Regions from separate parts of the Mus musculus genome. Here region 2 is linked to region 1. Evidence: chromatin contacts called from public HiChIP or PLAC-seq data. All regions are on one chromosome and are shown on one strand. The core of a region is the stretch at or near the end of the contact, and the rest is flanking DNA. Distances in the headings are between cores, read along the strand shown. Region 1 holds the start of Ism1 (isthmin 1, angiogenesis inhibitor). Region 2 holds the start of Macrod2 (mono-ADP ribosylhydrolase 2).

Evidence for each region. HiChIP or PLAC-seq counts read pairs in DNA pulled down with a chosen protein or histone mark.
Region 2: a contact with region 1 is called in an H3K4me3 HiChIP or PLAC-seq map of bone marrow-derived macrophages, with 6 times the contacts expected there. The contact joins the promoter of Macrod2 here to the promoter of Ism1 in region 1. A contact is called at or near these places in 8 of 39 promoter capture datasets (cranial neural crest, embryonic stem cells, liver and 3 more), 2 of 484 Hi-C or Micro-C datasets (both in embryonic stem cells) and 2 of 115 datasets of contacts at active chromatin or transcription factors (bone marrow-derived macrophages and pancreatic cancer cells).

Annotation. Positions count from the first base shown.
Region 1 is chr2:139,673,951-139,679,787 of GRCm38.p6, reverse strand. Ism1 (isthmin 1, angiogenesis inhibitor) reads right to left here and starts at 1,610. Exons shown (of 6, transcript NM_001276489.1): 1 at 981-1,610. The coding sequence starts at 1,118.
Region 2 is chr2:140,394,063-140,400,280 of GRCm38.p6, reverse strand. Macrod2 (mono-ADP ribosylhydrolase 2) reads right to left here and starts at 4,851. Exons shown (of 19, transcript NM_001013802.3): 1 at 4,560-4,851. The coding sequence starts at 4,605.

The sequences.
Region 1 (5,837 bases), core at 361-2,860:
AACGCTCTTTTCAGCAACAGGTTATTAGTCTTTTAATGGCACAAAGATGTAAAAATCTCAACATTGCACAGTGACTAGTTTTAGTAGGGCCTGGCTTGGTTTCTTTAGAGAGTGTAGAATCCTGGCTGTTCCCTGAAGAAAATCCCAGCTCACTTCTACTAGTTCTGGTTTAATGCATGCTCTACCTCTAAAACCATGAGGCAGGCTTTCCAAAGTCATAATAGAAAAGCCCATGTGGGCAACCTTTACTCAGCAATATTCATTTGGCATCTCAAGACCTAATATATGCCCCCTGGCCTCATCTCTCCCCCTGGAGCCGAAACAGAATCCTGTTACTAAAAGAACCTTCAAAGCAGATGTTCACCGGGAAGAAGTTTAAAAGTCCCAAGTAACTCCAGACCAAATTCCTACAGGTGCCTTGACTATGGCCCTTTGCCTGGTACATAGGGGCATAAGAGGTGAAGGAATCACTCAGGCAAAGGTGGGGTGTCTGGCTAGTCTCCAGAAATAATGTCTTGACCTCTGACACTGCTTGCACACCCAACAGAATACTTTCTCCTAAATATAGCTTGGAGATTTATCTTATAAGGCCTCTTTATGTCGCCTCACCTCAGTCTCTCTTGCCTCAAGACAAACTTCTAAGTCTCTGGCAGTACTCAGCATCAAAAGCATCCTCCAGCCAGCTTATGCCTCCCAAGCCTAAGACTTCTTCCTGGTGCCAAACCTGTGACAGATCTGAGGCTTTCTCTAGGTAAACTTTGAAGCAGGCCTGGCCTCTACACATAACCCTTCCACCCACCCACCTTCCGCCCGATCCCCTAGTCCAAACTTTTCTGCTTAAACCCGGTTGCCTAGGCAAAAGTGCTCCTTGGTGGAACGGAGGACCCGCCTTCTGCAATGTACCAAGCTCTCTTGCTTAGTACCTTGCGGGCCACCCAGCTTCGTTCAACCACGCACGCCCCCTCCGGCGGCGCACTCACCTGCAACTGGGACCCGCTGACGTTGCCGGCGGCCGCGTCCTGCCGGTCGGAGGCTCCGGATCCGCGCAGAACCGTGATGTGCAGCGTGAGCAGCAGTAGCCCCAGCAGCAGGAGCAGTTCCGCAGCCAGGCGCACCATCCTCTTGAGTCGCGCGGCTTTAGGACCCCGCGCGACTGGCGGCGGCGGCGGCGGCGCCGCCGCCGGGGGAGGAGGAGTCGGAGCCCCCGAGCTCGACTGAGCGGCTCCCGCCTCGGCCCCCACCGGGGCCCCGCTCCCCGGGCCGGCAGGGCTGGCTCTGGGCTCGGCCGAGCGCACGGGGCCCGGGGAACAGGAGCAGCCGCCAACGCCGCCGCCACACCACAGCGGAGCCACCGCGGGGCCGGGGACGTCCAAGCCGGTGGCGGAGCAATCCCAGGAGCTGTCCGGCGGCGGCGATGGGGACCCGGGGCTGTCCGCGACCCAGGCCCGGCCAGGGTCCACCCTTCGGGCAGGGAACTGCGGGGGCGGCGGCGGGGCGGGCGCAGCCGAGCCCCCGAGCGCACATGGGCTCCCCAGATGTGGCCGCGGTGCCGCAGCTGGAGCGGGAGCGGCCGCCAGAGGAGCGCGGGGTTAGAGGCGGAGGAGGAGAAGGAGGAGGAGGGCTTCAGAGGCCGCCCGGAGTTACCTCCACTCTCGGCTCCCCCGCCCCCGCTGCCGGGAGCCACTCACCCTCGGGGCCACCACCTTCCTCACTCCAAGTTCCTTGGGACCTCTAGCTTCGTCGCCCCGCTCGCTCAGTCCCCGGATGGGCTGGCTCCGGGTCACCGAGGTTGTCACCGTTTGAGGATAACTGGGGGCGCCCCGCCGGCGCCTGCGTCCGCCTTCTCGGCTGTGCTAAGTGCTTGCTGCCGAGGTCGCTGTGGCAAAGGAACTAGCCCTCTGCTCGCTCTAGTGCTTGGGGCTGCGGGCGAGTGGGGGTCGCCCAGGCCACCTGAGAAAAGTTTATGGGCAAAGTAGAGCTGGAGTTATAGGAGTGGAGAACGGAGGGGCCAGACAAACCAGGTGTCTGCGACCCCACCACGCACCCTGACCTTGAGCAGCGAGTTTGGGGGGTAGGGGGTGGGGTGACACGGTGTCTGTCGGTCCGGAAGGGTCTTGACACTAGCTGCGGGGCTCTGGGCTGGCTGATCACTGGGTGCAGCAGACCGTGCGCCTACAGCGCCCTGGAGCGTCGGAAAGGCGGGTGAGTTGGATTCAATCCGCGCGCGTCTACTTAAGTGCGCAGGTGTCGCGTGGGAGGCTGCGAAGAACACGGTGTGCGCTGCGAAGGCGCTCGGACGTCAGTGGGATGCTGGGTGACTCTCAGCTTGGTAGACTCGAGTCTGGGGGCTCATCCTGGGGGTGCTGCGCCTGGAGGGGACTTGGGGGCTGCCGAAACGCAGCCGCTGCAACAGCGCCACCGCCTCATGACCGCGCTCCAGCCTCGGGCTCCCGGGAGCGACTCATGCCTTGCAAGTGGTGCGGCTGGCGAGCAGAACGGCTGGGTGATATATCTGGAGAGCGCGGGATCCTTGCCAACGAGGCTAGAGAGAACTGGGTCCAGCGTGGCTCTGGCTCCTGCCTTCCCCAAGTGGCTCGAGTGACGGGCACTCTGTTAGGCTGGAGACTTTTATACTGTGTTCCCTCCGCCTCCTTCCTCCCCTGAGCCAGCTCAGCCCTTCCCTCTCGGTGAGCCCAGCCCTAGTCAAGCGTGAGCACACGTTCCCACAACCCTTGTCACACATTGCCATTTCTCATCCGCAACCCAGGACCGTTGCACAAATCTCCTTAGGTGAATGAAATCAAACAAACAAATAAAACTTTCTTACCGGCACGCCACTTTTCTCTCTTTTCCTACCTCTTTCTACAATCACTAGAAACGGACAGAAGATTCCTAATTAAACTGTCTTTAGAGTTAAAATCTTTCTTTGGAAACTCTAAGATGAATTTCTTCGCCACTCCAAACGTTCCTCAGGTCGTCTTAGCATTTTCCAGAATTTAACTAGTTGTGGTTCAGCATGCTGTTTGCATCTGTTTGTATCCAGTTAACTTATTGCCTCTTTGAAAATGCTGGAAAACATCTTTAAAATTCTAGCCAAACCCAGCAGCTCATTAATAAATTGGCAGCTATTTATAAAGTGCGGGATGGGCATCTTTTCCTTTTCACTAAGGGTGGGTTTCCCCTCTCTGGCAGAGAGCTCTCTTTCAACTGTTAGGCTGCCTGGCTTCCCATTGCTATCTCTAGGCTCTAAAATACCAATAATTGTCAACTGGAGCGCTGAGGGGAGAAATTGAAACAATAAACCTTGGTGGTTCAGATGGGAGATCAAAGGGGATTCTAGCAGCTTTGGAATCCCAGAAGGATTCCCCTGCGTGTTTTCTAATTAGAATCACTTAAGAGTATCAGGCAGCCGAATCAGCACACAGGTGGAATAGATAAATTAAGACGGCAAACTAGAATCCTGTGGCCATAGATATGTGGACTTTCCAGGTGGTAATGTGGACACACAGCGACAAATGACTCCTGTTGCCAAAAGCAGGCTGTTCTAGATTAGAGCTGAGAGGATGCTGTATTTTGTCTCCCCCCCCCCCAGTCTCCCCATGTGAGCCTCGACTGCATTTCTCTCATCCAAAAGTTATATTTTTTTCTCCTAAGGAAAAATGACTAAAGAAAAAAAATGTGGAAAGAAACTGTTGCAAGGAATGTACATTCTTATAAAATTATAGATGGAGATTTTGAGATCAAAGTCTTTGTAAAATGTTGTAAAATTGTAAATTGAGTTTGGGGGTCAGATGTTTTTATTAAATGTTGAACAAATGTATGAATGAATGCTACTGAAGTCTCTTCAATCTGGGCAACCCAAATTCCAGATGCATTCATACTCTGGTAAGGACATACCGGTTGCATTCTCAAAGCAACGATACCAGCAACATCCTGCAGCTGAGGGCTTAGGGAACATTGGCTCACACATTATACGAAAGGGGAGCCATGTGTCTACTGCACCACCAAGTACCGTTTAAAGCACATTTCTGAAATTGTCCCAGGAGCTGATGAAAGTTTGAAAACAATACTACATCCTTCAAATTTCCCAAGGGACTATATTCATACCTTTATCACTGGCCTTACTATATTCCCATAGAAGGTGTCTGTTATTCTGTCTGTATTCCCAAAAGACCTGGATTGGGCCATCTTTGTGGTAGAGCATTTTAGAAGCCCACTCAACCCCCAATATACTATTTCTTTCTACCTAAATTTATAGCTAGAAGACATTTTCCAGCCACATTTGGATCTAAGGATTGTGGAGTCTTGGGAGTTTTAAGACTCCTGAGTGATTATCAAGACATACTCAGCCTTCCCTTGCAGTATGGCAAGCCTGAGAGATATAAGGTGACCTTATTCAGATTGTTGTTCAGAAGAGAGCCATTGAACTAGAAATATATGCACTTTGTTCAAGTGAAAAAAAAATACCCCTTTCTTATTCAAATACACATGATTTTCTGATATTCCCAACTATCATTACCTCCCAAGACAGGTACAATCTTCCCAGATCATCACTACTATTTCTAGACTTGAGTACAGGACTTACGCAAGGCAAGGAGCTTCATTAAGACACACGCATATGATGTACTTTAATCATATTCACACTTTGTAACCCTTTCCTATCCTTTGTCCTCCTTCCCACCTTTCCCCCTCCTCATAGTTAGAGTTCTATTGCTATGATAAGCCCCAGGACTAATGAAACTTGGGGAAGAAAGGGTTTATTTCATCTTACAGCTCATAGTACATAATGAAGGGAAGGCAGGGCAGGAATTCAAGACAGGAAGGGAGGCAGAGGTCATGGAGGAGTGTTGCTTTCTTGCTCAGCCTGCTTTCCTGTATATCACGGGCTCATCTGCCCAGGGATGGTACTGCTCACAGGGAGCTGGCCTCTCCTTAGCAACTAAGAAAATTCCACAGAGAGATACCCACAGGCTAATCTGATAGAGACATTTCCTCAACTGAAATGAGACAATCCTCTTCTTAGATGATCTTGGCTTGTGTCAAGTTGACAAAAAAAGTTAAACAATACATCTGAGTCTTTGTCAACCTGACACACAAATGCATCATTATTAAACAATGAGTTTTTTCTTTGTTAATCCACAAGATCTTTTGTATTTAAAGATGTTAACTAGATAAACCAACTTGAGCTGTATTCACCTCTTGTGAGGAGCAAGAAGTCTAGTGACACTATCCATGTGTAAAGATATTGATATTTTGTGGAAAAAAAACCACCAGGAACCCAATGATGCAAGCTGGTGGCTTCTAGCATCTGGAAATGAAGTGACAAAGGGAAAGAATGAGCTTGTGATAAAATGAACTGGCTCAGATGGACACAAGCAGTCTAAACGTTCCTACCTGTGCCCTGGAAGAGGATCTTCTTCCTGGCAGACATACAGCTCGAGTTGTTGAAAGTCAAGCCCAAGCCCTCGTTGTAAGAGTGACCAAGTGACAATGAAAATTCAGCCCCAAGCTCAGCGGGTGCAGTCAGTTAAAAGTAAGGACACTGGCTGACACAGAGTGGGATTTTATAACTTCCAATGGGTATTTTTTTTTTTTTTGTCAACTTGACTGCATCTGGAATCAACTGAAATCCAAGTGTCTGTGATGGATTTTCTTAATCAGATTACTTGAGGAAGACTGCCCTCCTGGCATCATTGGTTTCCCATTGCTGAGATAGACAGTGTGACCAAAAGCACCTTAAGAAGGAGGGTTTGTGTCACTGTATAGTCTTCATGTAAAGAAGACTATGCCCAAGAGTGTTGTAACTGTATCATATGATAAATCTAATCTAATTCTTT
Region 2 (6,218 bases), core at 3,602-6,101, 720 kb before region 1:
GGTGCTAAGTATTTCCAATCACTAGAATAATTTTCATAACAACTCATTACTAATGAGCATAGTTAAGAGTCTTCCCATGAAAAGGTAAAATGTAAGGATGTTTCAACAAATATAACAATAATAAAAACATGCAGATATAAATAGCTTATTGAAACTTTAAGATGCTATCTGGCAGGGAAGGACCACAGAAGTGAAAAACAGCCAAAAATAAAGGAAAACAAAGCTGTACAGGGTCTTGTGTGGGATGCTGAGCTGTTACTCTCCCTTCAATTAAGAAAACCACTCATTTAAAGTTGATTATGAATATCCTAGTATGTGCACAAGAAGATACACTAGAAAGCAAAAAATAATGTAATTCTATTTTTTTAATATAAGATATAAAACTTTGGTCCTAGAAGAAGAGAGGACAGAAAACAGAAAAGAAAAAAAGAAAATTTGTCAAATTTGACAAGTTAGAAAGAATAATGAAATAAAATGTAGTTGTCAACAAGGTTATAAAGTCCAAGTGATATAAGGAATAGCTTTAATAAATACAAAGAGAAAAATACTATCTAGTTCTACAGGAAAGGCCTTATCAACACAAAACATCACAAAACATCCTGGAGCTTGTAGAACAGTGCTAACTAGCATTCGGAATGGGACAACTGGATTTAAAGCTTGACCCTATGTTACTTCATACAACTTTCTACCGTCATGAGTTGTGAGCATTAGTCGCATAATGCATCTAAGGGATTAAAAACAGCAGAGAGCACAAGATAGGACTTTAGTGACTATTATCTTAGTATGTTCATCATCATTACTGAATGACTTTAGAAATACTAGTCTCATTAAAATGTAAGTGAACTCCAGGAGACTATGAGACACTAAACAAAAAGAAAGTGAGGCCTGGTAAGTCTATCACCTGCAATCCTAGTACTTAGAAGTTGAAGCAAGAGAAATTCCACACATTCAGGGGTAACCTGGGCTAGACAATGATTTCTAGGCCAGCCTAAACTTCACAGGATTAGAGCCTGTCTGAAAAAGGATGGAGGAGGAGAAGAAGGGAGGGAGGGAGTGGGCAGGAAAGACAAAGAACACTGTTTTAGGCAGAGAGAAGATGAAGATGGTGAGAAAGTAAACATACTCAAGAATGAGTAAATGATGGCACAAGATCTCAAAGACTGTAAGTGACTGGATAAAGAGCACAGGCACAGCGTTAATCTTATAAACAAACAAGAAAAGCGCTTCTTCTACAATGGGAATAAATCCTAAATTAAATATATTTTTAAAAAAATGACACCATGGAGACACACATGCTAGGGCTGCTACTGTGCTGTGAAACAAGCTTTCTCCATGACATAAAAGGCAGTGACACCTGTCCATTATAGGATATCAGCTCACAAAGCAGAAAAAGGGGCTGACCCTCAGTGGCTAAAGCACTGCTGTAAAAGCTCAGATCACAGTGCAGAATTATTACAGCTATACATCAGGCTGAGAAACATTATGAAGCAACTGTTTATGTAAATGTCAGAAGTTATAGACAGAAAAAAAACTGTCATTCTATTTATTTAGAAGTAACTACATACTTAGAACAAACAACACCAAATATAATCCAATAAAAACAAAGAGATAAACAGCAACACTTGAAGTGAAAATACACATTAAATGATTCTAAATCAGGCCACAAAATAGTAGAACAATATTTATTTAACGTATGTGCTTTTTAGGAACACTTGAGTTAGTTGTTTAAGCAATGAAACACACAAAAGGCAAAAGACATACACACAGTTTCTTGAGTGTTACCAAAAACTCACTTCTATTAATGTTTCATCTTTACAATGAGCCCTTTCTCTGTGAACCAAGTATATACACAGTTCTACATGGTGTACTGAATTATAATATGTTTCTAAAATGCCTTGACATTTCAATGAACTGGGTAAGGCTTCATCTAGATTTCAATAACAGCTGCAAAAGTACTCAGCCATCAACTCTCCAGTGGGATGAAAGGGAAAAGGTCATGCATCCCATTGGTTTCTTTATTGTACGAGAAAGCCTGAATTCCCTTTCGGTGGAATAACAGATGATATTTCACACCTGACTGTTCCAAAAACAGACATCCCTAGAAGACAGATACAAAGCATTCACTTTATATATTTCCCTTTAACTTTAAGCTTTATGCAAAAATAGCTTAGTTTGGGATAAAAGAAAATAACTTTACTAAAAGCCTTTTTTATGCATTTGCTTCTTTATTAAAATGAAAAAAAAAAAAAAAGAACTTGGTCAAGGGGCCATGCATGGTTTGACCTAGGCCCTCTGCATATACATACAGTTATACAGCTTGGTCTTCGTGTGGAACTCCTAACAGTAGGAGCAGGGGCTGTCTCTGACTCTGTTGCCTGCCTTTGAGACTCTTTGCCCCTACTGAGCTGCCTTGTCTAGCCCCAGTAGGAGAAGATGCACCCAGCCTTAGTGCATCTTCATATGTCAAGACTGGTTAATATTAATGGGAGGTCTCCCCTTTTCTGAAAAGTAGGAGTCATGAGTGGAAAGAAAGGGGAAAAGGACTGTGGGGAGAGAATGTAGGAGAAACTTTGGTTAGTACCTTAATTAATTAATTAATTGAAAAGACTTGGTTATATTTTTCCTATAAAAGAAACAAAAGGCAAAAACAGTAAGATACTGAAAATTCTTAAATGTCTGCTTATCACAATCTATGTGTATAGATGTTACTTTAGGAGCAGTTTGTCTAATATAGTAAAAACAGTTCTTAGGTAGTCACTATAATTTCAATGGTTCATGTTACCAAGTACAATGTAAATTGATTTTACACTATATTTTACTACCATCAATGATGCAAAGCTGGAGAGATGGCTCAGCAGTTACAAACACTAGCTTAACTAGTTAAGAACACTTCCAGAGGTCCTGAGTTCAATTCCCAGCAACCACATGGAAGCCCATCTATAATGGGATCTGATGCCCTCTTCTAGCAAACAGGTGTGCATGCAGATAGAACACGGATTAAATAAACAAATAAATAAATAAATAACTTTTCCGATGCTCACATTAGTGTGTTCAATTTAAATTGCTACTACAAAAGCTAAGCACTAATAAAACGTCTCACTAGTTCACGTACCTGGCTCTTTCCTGATCTGTTTGCTTGTTTAGTTTTCCCCAGCACCAGGTGTAGGGGCTCACTGAGGTCAGCATGTGCTCTACCTGTGAGCTATGTCCCAGCCCTGCAGTCAAGCTCTCAAGCTAAAGAGTATTTGTTCTGTGACACTTTGACTTTTAGTTCTCTCAGCACTCACACTCATTGAAACAATGACACTAAAGCGAATCTTTCAATATTTAAAGGATACTTTAACTGCGCTACTCGACCATATTCATACTTCCCTGCAGTTGATTTGAATACTCCCTCCTCGATACTTTTTTTTCATAAAGCAGGCACTACTTAGAGAATTGTTTCTAATTCTCACTTTTAAGTCCATTGTTTGGTCAAAAGGTTCACAAAGGACAGAGACTTGCAACAAAAATGTTTAACAAGCTATCAGCAAGAAAATCAACTTTCAACTGAGTTACCCCCTTTAGCCCCGTTCCGTAAGAAGACAGTCCTGAGGAAATGGTACACCCTTGCTCCATCTTTTATATGCAAATTTGGTGCAAGTTGGTAGTAGCAATGCAAATAGTTTTTCTGAAATTGGGGTCGGAGGTTGAGGTAAGAAAACAGGTTAAAAGAGAAGAAAGAAAAAGATGAAGAAAAATATGCCAGAGAATCAAGCATTACATCACAATATGACCTATGAAACTGAGATGAGACAGACAGGAGGAGAAAAAGAACTTATCGCACAGTTCTATTTCTTAAAGGAATCCGTGCCGCTGTCAATCTAACGGATTTGGATAAGCCTCGATGTGCACAAAACTCAGGGATGGAAGGGTTCATTCACAGAGTGCTCGCTGTCTTACTCCGTGCGACTTCACACTATGAATGAGGATGCAACAGAGAACCACATTGCCGAGGAAAGCCCATTCAGACTTCTCCGAGGGCACTTATTCTCTCCGACAAGATGCTCCTTTTGGGTTCCAAATTTCAAAAGTCACACTGCAGCTGAGCATAGCGGGGACCCCAGCCACTTTGGGATGTCAGGAGGACAGAGGCTGGGACCGGAGGAAGGCAGGTGCGGGTGCAGATGCTCCCCAGGCTCAGCAACTGCAGCCAGAGCGACACCGGCCGGCCGGCACCGGTCCGCGGGACACCCGGCGGGAGGTACAAAGTGCCAGCTGGGGTCCTGACCAACTTGTACCCTAGCCCGGGGGCGCGCGCCTGCCGGGAGGCGAGCACGCGGGGTAGGAGGTGACCCGGCGCCCGGAGGGGTGTGCGCCCACAAGTGCGCGAGCCGCAGGTGCCCGGGCGGCGCGTGGCCGGTGGCGTGCGCGCGCGTGGACGCGGCCGCGGGCAGGAGCGGCACCGGCCGAGAGAGAGAGGGCGCGAGGAGGCTGCGGGCGGAGGGCGTCGCGCCGCCCCGCCGGGCCCCCGCCCCCACCCACCCGCCGCCCGTCCCCGGGGTCGCGGGGCCGGTTACCTTTCTCCTCTCTCCACACCTTTTTCTTCTTGTTGCTGGGGTACATGCTGCCGTGGGGGTGGCTGGCTTTAAGCTGCAAGTTCCCCAGGCTCACGGGCAAACAGGGTGTGTGGAGTGTGGGGGGTGGATGGAGGGGACACTCGGGAGGGAAAAGTGCAAAGGCTCTGCGTCCCGCGCCGCTAGCCGCTGGCCCGTCGCCGCCCTCCTCCCTCGACCCGCCCGCTCTGCCAGGCGGCCGCCGCCACAGCAGCACCTCAGAGCCTGTCAACTAGGTCACGCCTCGCGCTAACCTAACACCCGCGCAGGCCCCGCCTCCCGGCAGCCAGGCAGCGCCGCCGCCCATTGGCTGCTCCGCCCGCCGCTCTCCCGGCTCTAGCCAAGGCGCGCCCCTACTTCAGCCTCAGGGCGCAGGCGCAGGCGCAGGCTTGGGCTCGACGCCGAGGACGTTGGGGAGCTGGAAGGGGCGGGGCCAGAGCTCGAGGAGCGGGGAGGCTGCTTCACGACGGAGGCGGGGCGTGCAGCCACCGCCTGCGGGGAGCGGGAGGAGCAGGGCCTGAGGGCGTGGCCTGCCAGCAGGTGTGCCTGATGACCCAGACCCCGCTGACAATGATGAGAGTCTAGGGGACTGTAGAATGAAGAAGAGGTCACCCGTCCTAGAAGTTGTAACCGCCTCGTCTGAACAGGTTTTACCTGACGCTTTCCTCTCGGTGGACAAATAGAACCAAAAGAAAAGATCCAGACCGTGTGCAACCCGCTGCTCAATCGTGGGTTAGAGATTTAGTTAGAATTCTGTGAAGTTTCAAAAGCTTCACAGTACACAGGGCCAACTCGAGAGTTTTAAGATCTGGTGACCAAAATGTATGAGAACCAAGTCCCACATCAAAGTAAATCCAACTAGTGCCTGGTTGTCTTTTATTCCTGATTGACTTCAAAACAACTTCTCATCCAAAGATCTAGCTCCATCCTAGGTAGTTCTCTCATGATTCAGGAAATCCAATTGCCAGAGAATCTACCTCAAGAGCAGTGACCTAGAACATAGAACTTTTGCACCCTCTTCTTTGCACCCCAAACTTATCTCTCCACGAAGCTGGCTTAGTGGATTTGGGAAACTCACATCTATTCATCAATTTAGGATCAATATAGTTATATGCATTGGCAAATAACTTTAGGGAACACGGTTTGTTCGTTTGTTTGTTTTTTAGAGTGGGTCTTTTGTAGCTCAGGCTTGCCACAATTTAGGGATTCTCGTGCCTCAACCTTAAACTGCCTTCCACCAAAGAGAAGTAAAACGCATTAAAATAATAATAATAATAATAATAATAATGACAATGACAATGACAAAGAAAAGGGAAAAGAGAGACCAAGCTGAGAATTGTAAAGAATGGAAGAATGTTTGAGTAATGAGACTTAAAAATGAATTCACAACATCATAAAACAGTAATATTTATTTTGACATTTTTCTTTGGGATTTTTCTTTAAATGCTATCAAATACATAAAACATTATTTTTGTTGGGAGAAAAAAGCTTCAAGAAGGAAGCCTTTGAAATCACACTGATAATGAAATAAGAAGGGCTTTGACTCATGTAGAATCCAGATAAAATGGCAATGGGGTAGACTTTGGGAGGAAAGATGACGAAGTTCTCATGGATGGTCAAGGC